Linked DNA regions of Anas platyrhynchos: region 2 is linked to region 1. The links are chromatin contacts, called in public Hi-C maps. All regions are on one chromosome and are shown on one strand. Each heading gives the region's core, a stretch centred on a gene start, on an enhancer-like site or on the middle of the called end of the contact. The rest is flanking DNA. Distances are from core to core; before and after follow the strand shown.

Evidence for each region. A called contact is a pair of places that touch in the nucleus more often than the background predicts.
Region 2: a Hi-C map of liver shows a contact between it and region 1, with 5 times the contacts expected there. The contact joins the promoter of IFRD1 here to the promoter of TMEM168 in region 1. A contact is called at or near these places in 3 of 8 Hi-C or Micro-C datasets (liver, skeletal muscle and subcutaneous adipose tissue).

Annotation. Positions count from the first base shown.
Region 1 is chr1:28,462,092-28,468,579 of IASCAAS_PekinDuck_T2T, forward strand. TMEM168 (transmembrane protein 168) reads left to right here and starts at 3,700. Exons shown (of 5, transcript XM_027457397.3): 1 at 3,700-3,876. It overlaps LOC140001608 (a long non-coding RNA gene), which reads right to left and starts at 3,531. Exons shown (of 4, transcript XR_011807013.1): 1 at 3,375-3,531; 2 at 2,911-2,966; 3 at 2,740-2,834. It overlaps SAMTOR (S-adenosylmethionine sensor upstream of mTORC1), which reads left to right. Exons shown (of 5, transcript XM_027457409.3): 5 at 1-2,055.
Region 2 is chr1:28,592,714-28,599,465 of IASCAAS_PekinDuck_T2T, forward strand. IFRD1 (interferon related developmental regulator 1) reads right to left here and starts at 5,268. Exons shown (of 12, transcript XM_027457370.3): 1 at 4,918-5,268; 2 at 3,034-3,138; 3 at 2,266-2,347; 4 at 1,722-1,846; 5 at 1,274-1,431; 6 at 119-169; 7 at 1-29. The coding sequence starts at 4,963. It overlaps LOC106014344 (a long non-coding RNA gene), which reads right to left. Exons shown (of 3, transcript XR_011807019.1): 3 at 5,763-6,752.

The DNA of each region.
Region 1 (6,488 bases), core at 2,450-4,949:
AGATAACACCAAAACACTGGAATATATTAATCCATAGTTATACATGTTGTGTAATTTCATTGCATAAAGAGCAGATAGATGTGAGATTGCTGAAGAGGTTATCCCCCAGACACAGAGAAGTATGGTACGTCTAGACAATTGTTTCACTTAAAAGCTGGAATATGTTTTTGCAATTTTCAGTGTACAAGCACTAACATACATCAGTATTTCCCCAATGTGTTCTGTATTTTTTTCAATTTTTTTTTTTGGGGGGAGGGGAGTGGTGGTGGGATTTTTGTCATGTTTTAAAGTAAATTATTTATGTGTTTTAAAACAAACTTTAAGTTGGGTGGTCTACAATTAAGAACAATTGTATGATAACTACAGACTGATTTTGTTTAATAAAAAAGGAACATTTTCACAAGATTTTCAAGGACATGTGTATTTGCACAAAAGACATATTCAGACCACACAAGTGAAGTTAACATACACTATTTTGTTTGCTTATTTGGACCCCAGTCTTCTGTTTTAGTTAAATGAAAACCCCATAGCTGTCTGAAAACTGGTCTGCACTGTAAGAAGGTAAACCAAGTGGTTTATGTTTATGAAGTTTTTTAAATCGTGTAATAAATTTGTGAGTACTTTGCAGGAAAAAAAAATCTGTTCAGCATTTAAAAATAGAGGATTCAGTATTACTTTAGCTTAGATTGCCCTCTATTTAAAAATGACCAGAATTTTCAAATTTGAATGTTAGGCTTTAAAATCTGTAAGTGAGTGCCTATCACAAATGATTGGAACTAGGTGCTACATCATGGATTTAAGACTGACAGCAGCAACATGGTAGAAAATACAGTGTAAAGTTTCATAGTTGGAAACACACCTTACACCATTTCAATCTGCCATGTTGTTTTTATAATACAGATGTTACCAGGCAAACTGAAGTATTAGTGTGGATTTAACAGTAGTTGCTACAAAAATGGAAACTTTCCATTGAAGTTTTGCACTGAAAGTGCCAGTTTGACCTGTCTGTTTTTTCTTGTATACAATTTCCTACAAAGAGTCATACTGTATTGGTCCTGCTTACACTCAAACACGAACTGGACTGCAATGCTTTATTCTTAAACATAAGCTTTCTGTGTCTCTTTTCATAAATTTAAAGTGTACCCAAACATCTGATTCAAAACTGTTATTCAATCTGAATGATATAGTTGTATACAAACCAAACACCTATACAGCTTGTGTTTAGGAAAAAAAAAAAAAGGACAAGTTACTATGGTTGACTTAATTTTTATGGAAAATACCTAATGAAATATACAACAGATTCAAAACCAGCTGTAATTCAGTGTTTGCATCTACTGCTTTACCATTTCACTAAAACATTCATCAGTCAAAACCTCTCTTCTTTCACTGACTCCAGCAATGCTAGTGTTAAACTATTGGTGCTATAAATTCATCTGTTTTTTAGAAATCTAATCTGCACATGCTTTGAAGTCTGCCTAGCATTTTAATTTATATTCCTCTAAAAAAAAAAAAGTTGTGTACCAGCTGACAGAAATGTTGGCATTGGCCAATGTAAATCGGTTTGTGATTCATACAAATGAGCCAAGATTTATCTTTAAAGAGTTTAAAACATAATTATTTAAATTCTAGGCCTTCTTGGCAGCTTGTTGACACCATTGTATTTGTGGTTTAGGGACCTGAGATTTGTAACAGCTTGGTTTTCTTGCTGCTTATTCTAAATACCTGAAGTGTTTTTTTGTTTTGTTTTTGTTTTTTACAAGGGACAGTGAATTGTGGAGAATGAAAGTCAGTTTTGCATAAATACTTACACCTCCCTGAACAATACTAGTGATAGTGGGAGTTGTTGGATATTTCGCTTTGGTGCAAGAGGAATGTTTCTAGGTTATGAAATGTTTGAAAATTTTGACTGGGCAAGAGATGACACAAATCTCTCGTTCTTAAGGTGCTGGAGAAGAAAAAAAAAATGTATTTGCATTTTTGTTGTCTTCATGTCACTACTTTTTGTGAACAAAGCACATTTATTAAAAAAAAAAAAAAAAAGACCTGTTTCTTTGATATGTGGGTGTTCTGTTTTTTTTTTTTTTTCTCTTGCAGTTGGTTTACACTGAAGCCCAATAAAACCAATGCATAGTTCTTATTTTCAAGAAAACACTTGGGTTTGTCTGGGTTTGTTTTATAAACTGGAATCTAGTAAAGAAGTTAAGTTGAAACTCATGTACTAAATTTCTACATCTTAGTTGTGACATGAGCTTTATGGACATCTTTCAGGAGTTCCTCTAGTTGATTTTGTATCATATTTATTTTCTGCCTACTTATAGTGTGACCACTTAGTAATAGAGTTCCTCTTTCCATTATAGAGGTTCTTAATTTCCCCTCTGTCCTTCTGAAATATCTTTGCAGCAGCTGCGGTAAGTTTGCCCTTTGAAGTCATCCCTGTATTCCTCCACATGATGGTTTTGAGTTGTGCAGGTGCTGTGAAAGGATGGCAGTGGGAAAAGCAATCCAAAGAACTGAAAATGCAAGGCTCGTAATCAGGGCAAAATTGTAAGAAAATTAAATTTCAGCAGAACTTAAGTGTGCCCCTAGCACTGTGGAGCTTAGCTGATGTATTCTGGATCCCTTGCTTAACAGTGAAGATTAAAAAGCATCGTTTCACAGAATTTTCCTAACCTTTTCTGCTTCAGGGAGACTTGCTGACTTGCCTTTGGAAGTGATTATTAAAAGTACTTTTAATCATACCTCCATTAATGCACAGTGCATCTTTGATTCCTTGCAAAGTTGGGTTGTTCAGGTTCCTGCTCCTTTATTCTCACTTTAAATTCATTGTTTTATACCTGTGGAACAGCAGGAAGACTTTTAGAAGGGTTGCATTTAGCAAACTTGCATTGAAACTTAGTTGCTTTTTCTTACGTTTCAAATAAAGTGTCATCTAGGAAGCTCAACCAGTAGTTGCTTGAAGTGTATCCCTAAGTTAAAGAAACACAGTGTTAAGTAGGAGTTTTTCATGATGCTATCACAGCATCTGTAGCAGGTGCTTCTAAAGGAAACAGATTAAAATAATAATTTTTAAGAGTATTGGGTAGTTTTATTTAAATTTTGAAGAGGGTTTAGGAGGGGTTCCTGTGACTCAGCTGCCCAGCAGCTTCGGGAAGAAGAGAAAGCGTGACCAAGTTCCAGCTCTTGGCGTGGCCAGCGGCTGCCAGGCAGCACTGCCTGCGGGAAGCAGGGGGTTACCCGCCATGGAGGGGTGCCAGGAAGGAGGGCCAGGAGCCTGCAGCCTGTCTCCGCTTCCAGCTCCGCTCCCGCTGCTGTGCCTGTGTGGGCAGTGGGGGCAGTGGCACCGTTAGGGTCTACGGGCTTCTCCTCGCACCCACCTGGCTGCGCTTGCCAAGGCGGGCTGTGCATGAAACACGGCTGGCATTTTGTGTAAAACAAGCCTTTTAGCTTGGGAGGAACGAGTCCGTCCAGGATCTGCGTTCCCTCTTGCGTGCCCCGAGCAGGCTGGGCGTGTGTCCGGCTGCCTCCCCCCCCCCCGCCTTCCATTTTGTGCCTGTGTGCCGGGCAGGGCGCGTTTCCCCCTCCTATCGCCCCGCTGCTCGACTCTCCCTGCGTGAGGCTGCGGGGGGGGGCTCAGCACCCCCATCCCCACCTCCTCTAACCGCGGGGGAGCGGCGGGGGTGCCCGCTCCCCCCCCAGCACCTCGCCCCAGCCTCCCGGGATCCCCCCGCAGCCCTCTCAGGGGCCGGGCCCGGGGCTCGGGCAGCGCCCGGGCGGCGCCGTTTGAGCCTCCGCGCTGCCCGTAGCGGGGCCGCCGCAGCCCTAAGATGGCGGCGGCGCTGCGCGGGGGGGCGGGGAGTGGCCGGGACGCCCGCGGAGGTGAGGCCGGGCCGGCGGGGGCAGGGGGCGCACGGCGGGGCTGGGGCACAGCGGGGGGCTCGGCACCGGCTCGGCGGGGAGCCCCAGGGGGGGCTGGGCTCTGGGAAGGGGGATTTGGGGAGCTGGGGGTCGGGGCGGGTGGTGGTGCCCCGCCGGGACCCCCCGGGCGCGTTGCCCTGGCCGAGGCGGGTGCCCGCGGCGGCCTGAGGCACTCAGGTGATGCTCTGCATAAATACTGCTTTTTTGGTTTATAAAGTCTCCCGGAGTTGCTTTTGTTGTAAACTTGGGCGAAAGTGGGTGAATAAAAGAGGAGGCCAGCTCCAGCCAAGAGACTGTCACTGTCCAGTTTCCAGAGGTCTCACCCCAACTCGAAGCCAGCTGCTGGTACACTACCAAAGCTGCTTTCCTGGGCTTTCCTTGTGATTCCTGCAAATCACGTTAAAAACTGCTTTGGGAACGCTGTTCCTGAGTATCTATAGAGAGGCTCTTGGATAGTTGAGCTTAAGTTTAGATCTGGGTTTAGGTTCAGTTTAAAACCGCAGGCTTGCACAAATTGATGAGCGTTCAAAAAGAAAGGCGCGCATTCTGTTTGCTTTGTGTCTAAGTTCGATTTGCTCAAACATTTAACGCGGATGATGCAACCTGAAACATTAAGGCCCTTACTTTGAAGAAAAAATAAATAAATAAGTAAACTTTGAACTGTCTTTGTTCAAAATATAAGCACAAACAAGTGACAAAAGTAGCGAAGAGTTGCATTGTAAAGAATAAATCGGCTCCAGGAGTTTCCCATTGGAGTTGCTGTGTTACTGCAGGTTGGTGATATCCGCGAGATGCGATATGTAAACCACAAAAACGCTACTTTTTCTTCTTCTGACCAAAAAGTTGACCACATGATTTGGTTCAGAGGACATTCACGGTCAGTAGCAGGGTTTACTAGCCCATCTTTTTGCAGATTCAGCGGAAAGCCAGGAAGAGGAGGTCAAATTTAAGGTCCGAGCTGTCACTTTGCAGATAACTCAGCGCTTGCTGAGCCTTTCTGCTCCAAACACGCGTGTGTTTCCTGCCCTGGCACCCTGTGCAGGCACATCGATGGCAGCACCAGCAGCGTCTGTGCCACATTTCTCATGACCTGCTGCCAGCAACGCGCTGAACTGGGCAGAGGGTTTCTGCCCCTCAGAGTGGCTGCTTGCCTGCTGGGGGGTGGTGGTGTTGCTTCTGCACTGATCCTACCCAAAAAGGATTTAGTGACAGCGGCAGAATTTTAAGCTGGATATTCGTCGGGAGCTTACGCCTTTTGTACGTGGGCTGGTCTGGTGGGTTGTGTGAGGCTGTTGTCTGCACGCACACTTACAGCAGCAGCAGTCCCTCGTCTCGGAGGGATTCCAGAAAGGTTCAGTGAGCGAGGTAATGGGACAACATAGCAGCAGTCAAGTATCAGTACTGAGAGAGGGAAGAAAACATGAAATCACACCTCCATACTCACAGTTTCAATGTGAGCTAACTGGTGACTTTGGTGTGGGGGGAGAAGACACGCAGGAGTTTAAATAAATGGCTCCGGTTGTCTGTAACGTGAGTGTTGTTTGTATTACAGGAATACAAGAGCGAAACCAGTGCTGTAATAACCTGATATAGTGCCACCAGCAATATGATAGCAAACTGAGCTGTGCTGTCTGTATGAAGTAGGAAATAAAGGAAAGGTTGAAAGTATTCCACTAGGTGAGGGGAGAAATATTACAAGATCTTAAGTGTCTAGGCAGTTCAGAATTAAATTGATATGTATCAAACATTAATAGTAATGAGAGCTAAGAAAAAGCATTGCTGAAGTTCAAAGAACTTGAACTTGTAATGGCACTGTGTAATAACCATCCCTTTTGAGTAGTTCGTATGTATGCTGTTTTAATTAAACAGACTTTTAAAGTACAGTTCTTTCCAAATAATATTTGTAATGTATCTTAGGTATTTAAGATAATTACTTAATATTGATAATATATATTTTCAAATTTTAAAACTAGGATTCCCTAGGCCTGGTTTGTCACTGCACCAGTTACGTAAGCTGGTTTGATACGGCGTGTCAGTCTTCAGAGAAGCCAAAGCAGATAGGCAAATCAGTCCCACACTTTTGTTGTTCACTGACTTAAAAAAAATAATAAATATAAAAATGAAGAGAGAGAACGAAGTCTTAGGAGTTTCAGTCAAAGTGTCCTTTAATACTTCCCTCAGCATTATAAATGAAAGCAGTAAGCTATAACACTAGCTCTAAGTGTTCTCGAGGCATTATCTGCTCTCTCGTACCATTAACTCTTCAGAAGTCTTTGAAAGATGGGCAATTAGGTAATTACTTCAGAAATGATAGAGGCTACAAATGAGTCTTCTTACTTGCTGGAGATTGCCAGTAACTTATCTAATTGTACTCTGAGATAAACATTTTGTTAATACATTGTGAAACAAACGTTATATGTAAATATAATTATTACACAGGATTTCAGTAAGTTTTAGCTAAGGGAATTTGTTCTGGAGCCCTTTCGAATTTGTGATGCTTCTTAGGAAAATTAGCAAGGGAAAATATTGATACTGATTGTATTGTTTCTTTATTTTCTTCTGATCCACCTGCT
Region 2 (6,752 bases), core at 4,018-6,517, 130 kb after region 1:
TCCAGGCATTCCATAGTGGAGTACAGCTCCTGAACAGAGGTAAAAAGGTTACGGAAGTTGCTGAAGACTTGCACATTTTCATATCAATTGAAAGAAAGGAAATATTACTGATCCTCACCGTAATGTCATCAGTGACAATGAAACAGCAAATCCCTAAGCAGGTTGCACACTAGACAAAAGAAAAAGAACTGTCAGCATTTGATGTTAATATTACGATTGACAAAGTCTTTAAATACGGCATTTGAAATGTGGCAGCTGGAGTAATGAAGACTCGAGATTAAAGCCTTAGTCTTCAAGATTGCTTAATCCAGCTCCTTCACAATAGTTAGATCTCACTTCCTGTTTTCTCTCAGGATGGTTTTACAACATATGCCACTCTCAAGCATTCACTTTTCATGTTCTGTTCAACATCTTACAAGTCCTACACATAGCACTCCCTTTGTCCATTTATTTTAAATCCCCATAGAGTCCACTAGTAAAATTATACAGATTAAAAATAGTAATGGACATATGGCATTTATTTACAGCTGTAGGAAACTTTTCCCTCTGCCCACTATTAGTTATATGGCGTGAGAACACTGACTTCAACAGCCTTTCTTGGAACTACCCAACTTTTATTGTAAGGTCCCACAAGTCTCTTCCCTATTACCCCAATTCTGTTCCACTTCTCCTTACAATAAATAGGATTTTCTTTCCAAAGTGACATTTGCTCTACAAAACCACACAGTATCCAAAACTATACTCAAAGATCACACTAAATGCCAGAGCAAGCTTTTGTTTGTAGAAACAACTGCTATTGAGCTATTTCCTCTTCCAAAGGACGGATACTATTTTATAAATATAAAATATAAATATAGGAAGGCACAGCCAGAGGGAAAACATTTTTCTAAAGGAGTTAAACAAAATCGCCCAAGAACAAAGGTAACAGCATGGCCTGAAAGAACTGACAATCTGAAAACGTGTCCTGTGTCACTCAGCCCTCAGAACTGCGATTAAGGCGAGTGCAATATTGCAAGTTAAGAAATGCACAAAAATACTAGCTATAACAGCTCTCCAGCAGCGTTCCTAGGTTAAAGGGGAGAATAACATTCAAGCTTTAGGTGGAGTTCCTCTGAGACAGTGAAATTTGCTATGTATCACCCTGAGCATACGTCAACATGAGGTGTTTACACCAGTGCAGTAACCTTTACTTCTGGATGACACAATAGTGAGACTGCCTAAAACTGCCCTCTGCCCCTCAATGGCAAGAAGCATTTAACCTTCCAAGACTTACGGCCTGCCGGGCTTGGACACTGGCTGTTCCATCACAGACGATCTTCTTCAGAACCGGACCAAGGGTCTTAAAAATCTCCTCACTTTCAATGCCTGACCCCATCTGCACGCACAGGAGACATGCCAGTCCGGCAGCTGCACACTGCTCCTCACTCTTACCTAGACATTAACACACTGTGGTGAGTGATCACCCCGTGCACTCCTCCCTTCAGTTAAAGGCATTAGTTTGAAAACCTTTAAGTGGAAACTCAGAAACCAAACAGAATGACGGAAGGTAATTTCAGTTAATTTTTGAGGTCACTTAAAATATGCCATCCAAATTCAGAAAAGGAATTTTGTAAACAGAACTAAATTAAGTACTACAAAGTACTAGAGAAGCCTCACACACTTCTTCCAAACAAACAAGGCATGTCATTGGCATGACAGCTTCCTAATAGCAAGCACTTTACCTTTCTTTATGCAGCGCTCAATGCTGTCAGTTAGTGTCATTCTCCTTTCCATGATAAATTCATATAATATTTTAGAAGAAAATGCACTTTTCAGACTTTCAAGTGCTGCTTGTCTTGTTTTGGCACTGTTAAAAGAAAGAATGAAAACTTCTTGAAATCAACGCCAGTTAAAGCTCAGCCTTTGATTTTACCGTAGTCTACATCTGTCTGGTCCCAAGAGAGAGCAACCCACTGCGGTACTATAAAGCATGAAGTGTTATAAATTATCTCCTTCCCTCAAGGAGTGAAAAGTTCCAGCACAAGGCTGGAATCACAGCTCACAATAGCACAACAGGCTAGAAATAAAGTTAATCTACTTGAAGCTCTTAGGAAAGTCTGAGTCTCACTTATCTAAGCACTTGGTAGGCTTTTCAGATCCAAAAGAAAAGCAAGTCCTCTCCAATGTGAAATAAACAGTTTCAGAAAGCAAAGAACTTCCCCTATTTTATCAGGAAGCCACCAAACGTATAAATTAATTTCTTCAATTTTTCAAAGCATACTGTACCTCTTGTCCAATGTAAGATCAATAAATCCCTTCAATTTGTATTCTAAGTCTTCTTGAGTGGCTTCTTCATCAACTTCAGGCCCTAGTCCATAAGAAATAATTGATTTAGACACATATTTTTAGTGTACACATTAGTATCTAACACTGAACATTTTTAGTACCAATAAGTCATTCAGCATAGACAACAGCAACAGAATTGTTCAGTATTACAACTACATTGAACTGCCTCTTATGAAAGCTGACCAGTTGATACACCCGTGCTGTTTCTGTACCTACTCATTACATGTTCTAAGAATGAATGCAGGGCTTAATTGGCTCTTACATAAGCTCTGCACAACTGACAGACCAGCACCCTTCCGGCCAACAGTACATTTTCATCCTGTCCACCGTTTCTACCTCTGGCACACAGGGGGATATTCCACACAGTGTCTTGGGTACAGGTACTGCACGTATTCACAGGGGAGGCTCCCAGGCTCATCCCCCTGAAGCAGGAGCAGGCCTTCAGGTCCTCTCCTCCCAACAAGAGGTCATTAACAACAGCCCAGGTTGTGGAGAAGACAAGCTGCTGCCTACACAGACACTGTGGTCTTCCACAGTACAAACCTCACCCCAAACCACTAAGTGCAAGTCACTCCATCTCGAACTCTCCCACCTCCCCTGTAACACTATTTTTTTGCAGTGTACCTTGATTTTTTGTCTCTAAAGATTGTAATTCCCGCAGAAAGTAGCCTAATAATAAAGGAGGAAGATAAAAATTGAAGAATTTACCATCCTCAGTGAAGCTAGCAGGATCACTGAAGCCACTGCAGTGGCTCATAGTTTCAATTGAAGCATCTTCATCACTAAAAGGCTGCACATTTCTGGGCTGACCACCTTAAAGAAAGATGAACACAACTGGTCAGTAACTTGAACACAGAAGAAAGATCTGGATACCAAAAGTAGAATTTAATCCTCTCAACACACCCACTCGCTCTGATCCAGACCCAAAGCACGTGTCCTGCCCTCTACCTCCTCCTTTATTCCCACCTGTCCAGAAGACTTGTTGGGCTCAGCTCTGGAAAATCACATGTGAACAGTAGGGAAGAACCCACCTAGTTTTCCAAGTATTGGTAGCATTCCTAACTCTAGGTTTAGGATTATTCTGTAACCAAAGTCACGTTACTGCACTCTCCTGTGACTGTGCCCTAAAAATAGCTTTATATTAACTGTTAGGAACAGCTACCTGAAAACTTGCCACAGTCTTTACATTTCAAATTTGCCAGACTTCAAGCTGGTCTAGGTTAGAAGTGTAGGCAAACATACATTACCCAGTTCAACGTGGGATTTACTGGATTAAGTGCAGTATGTGCACTATCAGCAACATGCAGGCCTACGCTCTGATCAACTGCTCCAGCTGTTAAGATTTATGTTCCAAGCAAGCTGAAAGAGTTGTAGTCTTAGCTCATTTTTAGTAGAAGCTAAAACATCAAAGTTGCAATAAGATATTTTTCCCCCCTTTAAGAAGGCCTCTTTTTAGTAACTTCAGTCTTTTTTAAGAAAGCATCATTATTGCCTTTTGTACTCATCTCTAGAGCTTCTCATGTCTGTATCTTATTTTTAGAGCAGTAATAATTGGGCAAGTTTGAGCTGGTAATACTGTATGCTCTATTAGTGCCTTATTCTACTGTATTGCCTTATTCTTTATAATATGGCCTACTATTGCCTTATTCTAGCTGTATCTACTGAAGTTGAATATGAAAAAATAACAATTTTACCGTTGTTTGTCCAACAGCCTTTCCAGATGCCTTCCATTGAACTCTGAATTTTACTCTTCCACTTTATTTGGAGGCAATTGTACCAGAAAAATTACATCAGAGGCCAGCACACAATGCTTGCCTGTCTCAGGCAGACTTCCTGACGACCAAGACTCCAGCAAAGCTTTTTTATTTAGGCAGAACCAAGCCTGAGCTGATCAACGTGTGAGCGTTTTCCAGTAAGGCTGGATTCTCACTCTGGATGCTTACGAGGCCCTAAACGTCTGGCTGTCACACTGCCCACACTCGGGGTGTTTCCTATGGTTACAGGGGGCAAACACGAGTGTGCTTGCAGGGGTGGAGAACACGCAAAGCTCAGAGCTCTGGCACAGCCACCTTCACACTCCTAGTGGTGTCAGACCCAGAGGGCAGCACGGCAATAGCCAGCACAGATGGGTGTAAAAGCGGCCGCAGGAGGATGCTGGAAGCTGCCCGCGCGGTTTGGGTCAGGGCCGTGACAGCCGTGACAAAGCCTCCCCGCCCTGCAGCCACCGCGACCCCTTCTCCTTCCCACACCCCCGCCTCCACACAAACCGAGCACTCCCCACAGCCCCCTTTTAGCCCCAAACCCCTGGTATTTCCCCCCAAACTGCGGCCAGCCCTCCCCCCCTGCCCCCCCCCTCCCCCCGCGGGCCGGGCCCCGCCGCCGCCTCCAGGCCCGTTTCCCCCCCCCTCCCCGCACCCCCCCGGGCGCATGCGCAGTGCCCGCGACCCGGCGGCCCCGGAGCCGGCTCCTGTCAGCGCCGGCCCCGCCCCGGCGCGCGGAGCCCGGGCCCGGCGGGCGCCTCACGGAGGCCCCGCGGCTCCCGGCCCGGCTCCCGCTCCCCGCTCCCGGCCCGCCCCGGCCCCACCGTCTCACCGGCGCCGCGCTGGTGGGCGCCTCCCCGCTTCTTGGCCTTGGGCATGGCCGCGGCGGCGCTGGTCCCGGCGGGCTCCCCGCGCGCTGCCCTTCCCTCCGGCCGGCTGCCGGCGTCCGCGCTCCCCCCCTGGCCGGGCAGGGCCGAGGATCAGCCGATGGAGGAGCAGGCGGGCTTTTTACTCCAACGTCTCTGCGAGGCGGCCTTCCCGGGCCGGGGCAGCGGAGGGGATTGGCGGCGGCAGGCGGAGGACGGACGGGCGGCGAAGGCAGAAATCCCCGTGGAGGCCCGCGAGCGGAGTCGATGCATCTTTCTCCTCTCAGGCACCCGGGGCGAAAGGCGCCGAGGGGGCGCCCGGCGCCGCTTTTATAGCCTAGGGGGCGGGGCCTAGCGCCGCGCCGCCGCCTCGACCAATCAGCGGGCGGCGCCCGGCTCGGCCGCGCGAAACCCGTGACGCGGCCGCGCGGAAGGGGCCCGCGACGTCAGCGGCGCCGTGACGCGGGGCATGCTGGGGGCGGCGGGCTCGGCTGACGGGAATGGGGGGGGGGAGGGGGTTGCCCGGGCTCTGCGCGCGTGGCGGGCGCGAATTTAATAAAAAACGGGTTTTTATCCTTATTTTTTTTTGTCAGAAGGGACACGCTGTGAAAATAGGGAATAAAACACGCTTCTGGTGGCAGTAGGAAGGAATTAATCGTGTTTTTTCACGCTAACCGCCCAGAAATCCTTATTGCCGTCTGTATCTATACGGAAAGCCCACGTGGTGTAAAACTTAAAATGTGAATCGTACCCCAAAATGTTACTTTTTGTCTTCTGCTGAGCCCAGTAACAACACTCCCATCCACCAACAAGAGGTTAAACGATAACATTTCCCAAACACGAACGTTTGAGGCGCGCACCGTGCTGAGGGGCAGAGGGTGATTTCCCAGAGCGCGCCAAAAAGTTGCCTCAGGTGTGGCGGTGGCAGCATTACCTCAGTCCCCTCACACAAAGCACGTTCACACGGCAGCTTCTAGAAAAATAAGCTTTCATAACAATTCTGTGTAAACACTACGTGGAAAATAAAGGAATTATTTTAAATAAAGGGGCTTAGCGAGCTGTTTGTGTGTGCTGAGTGAGCAAAGGGTAATAGCTTCAGCGTCTGCTTCTGGAAAATGGTTACTGGTTATCAGCTTGATATTTGGGGTGCTGGTAGGGCCTGCTGCAGTGCCGTGGGAGTCTCCTAGTGAACAACTCCCTGTGGGGCATGCGAGAGACGAGTTGCTGAAATAGGCCCACTCACTTCATTTCTTTTAAAATCCTGTTAAAAAAATAGGATGAAAGTCGGTAAGCACTGCCTGCGTGCAGGGCAGCACAAGAGTGTCTCAGAGGCACCAATTTTTCTCCTTCAAGACAGTTCCTGTGAAATGTTAGGGAAAAAGACAGCCTTCCAGGTAAGTAGGTGGAGGAGTTTTAATTAAATCCAGGAGGTGTAACTGCACCCCTGGGTACGCAAGACTCAGTATTAGAACAGGGGAGCTGAATAAGCAACAGCTAATAGCAGCCGAGCAAACTTGTGTGGTCGGTGTGCTTTAAATGCAAGGTGCCAATACCGTTTTATTAAGGTCAGCCGTGTCCTAACACCTTCCTGTATGTCTGCTCTCTTAATGCATAAGTTACTTTCGCAGGTACAGGCTGACCAGTTGGCCCGGACTGAAGTGAAGTTGTCGCCTTCGTGCTGGTGCCCTCGTCTCAAAACAATGCTGTCTTAAGCTGCCAGCAAGGATTAGGTTGAACCTTGTACTTCTTGGAGGTGTGACAGCCGGAACAACAAGTGTGGTCTAACCAGGGCAGGTGGAGG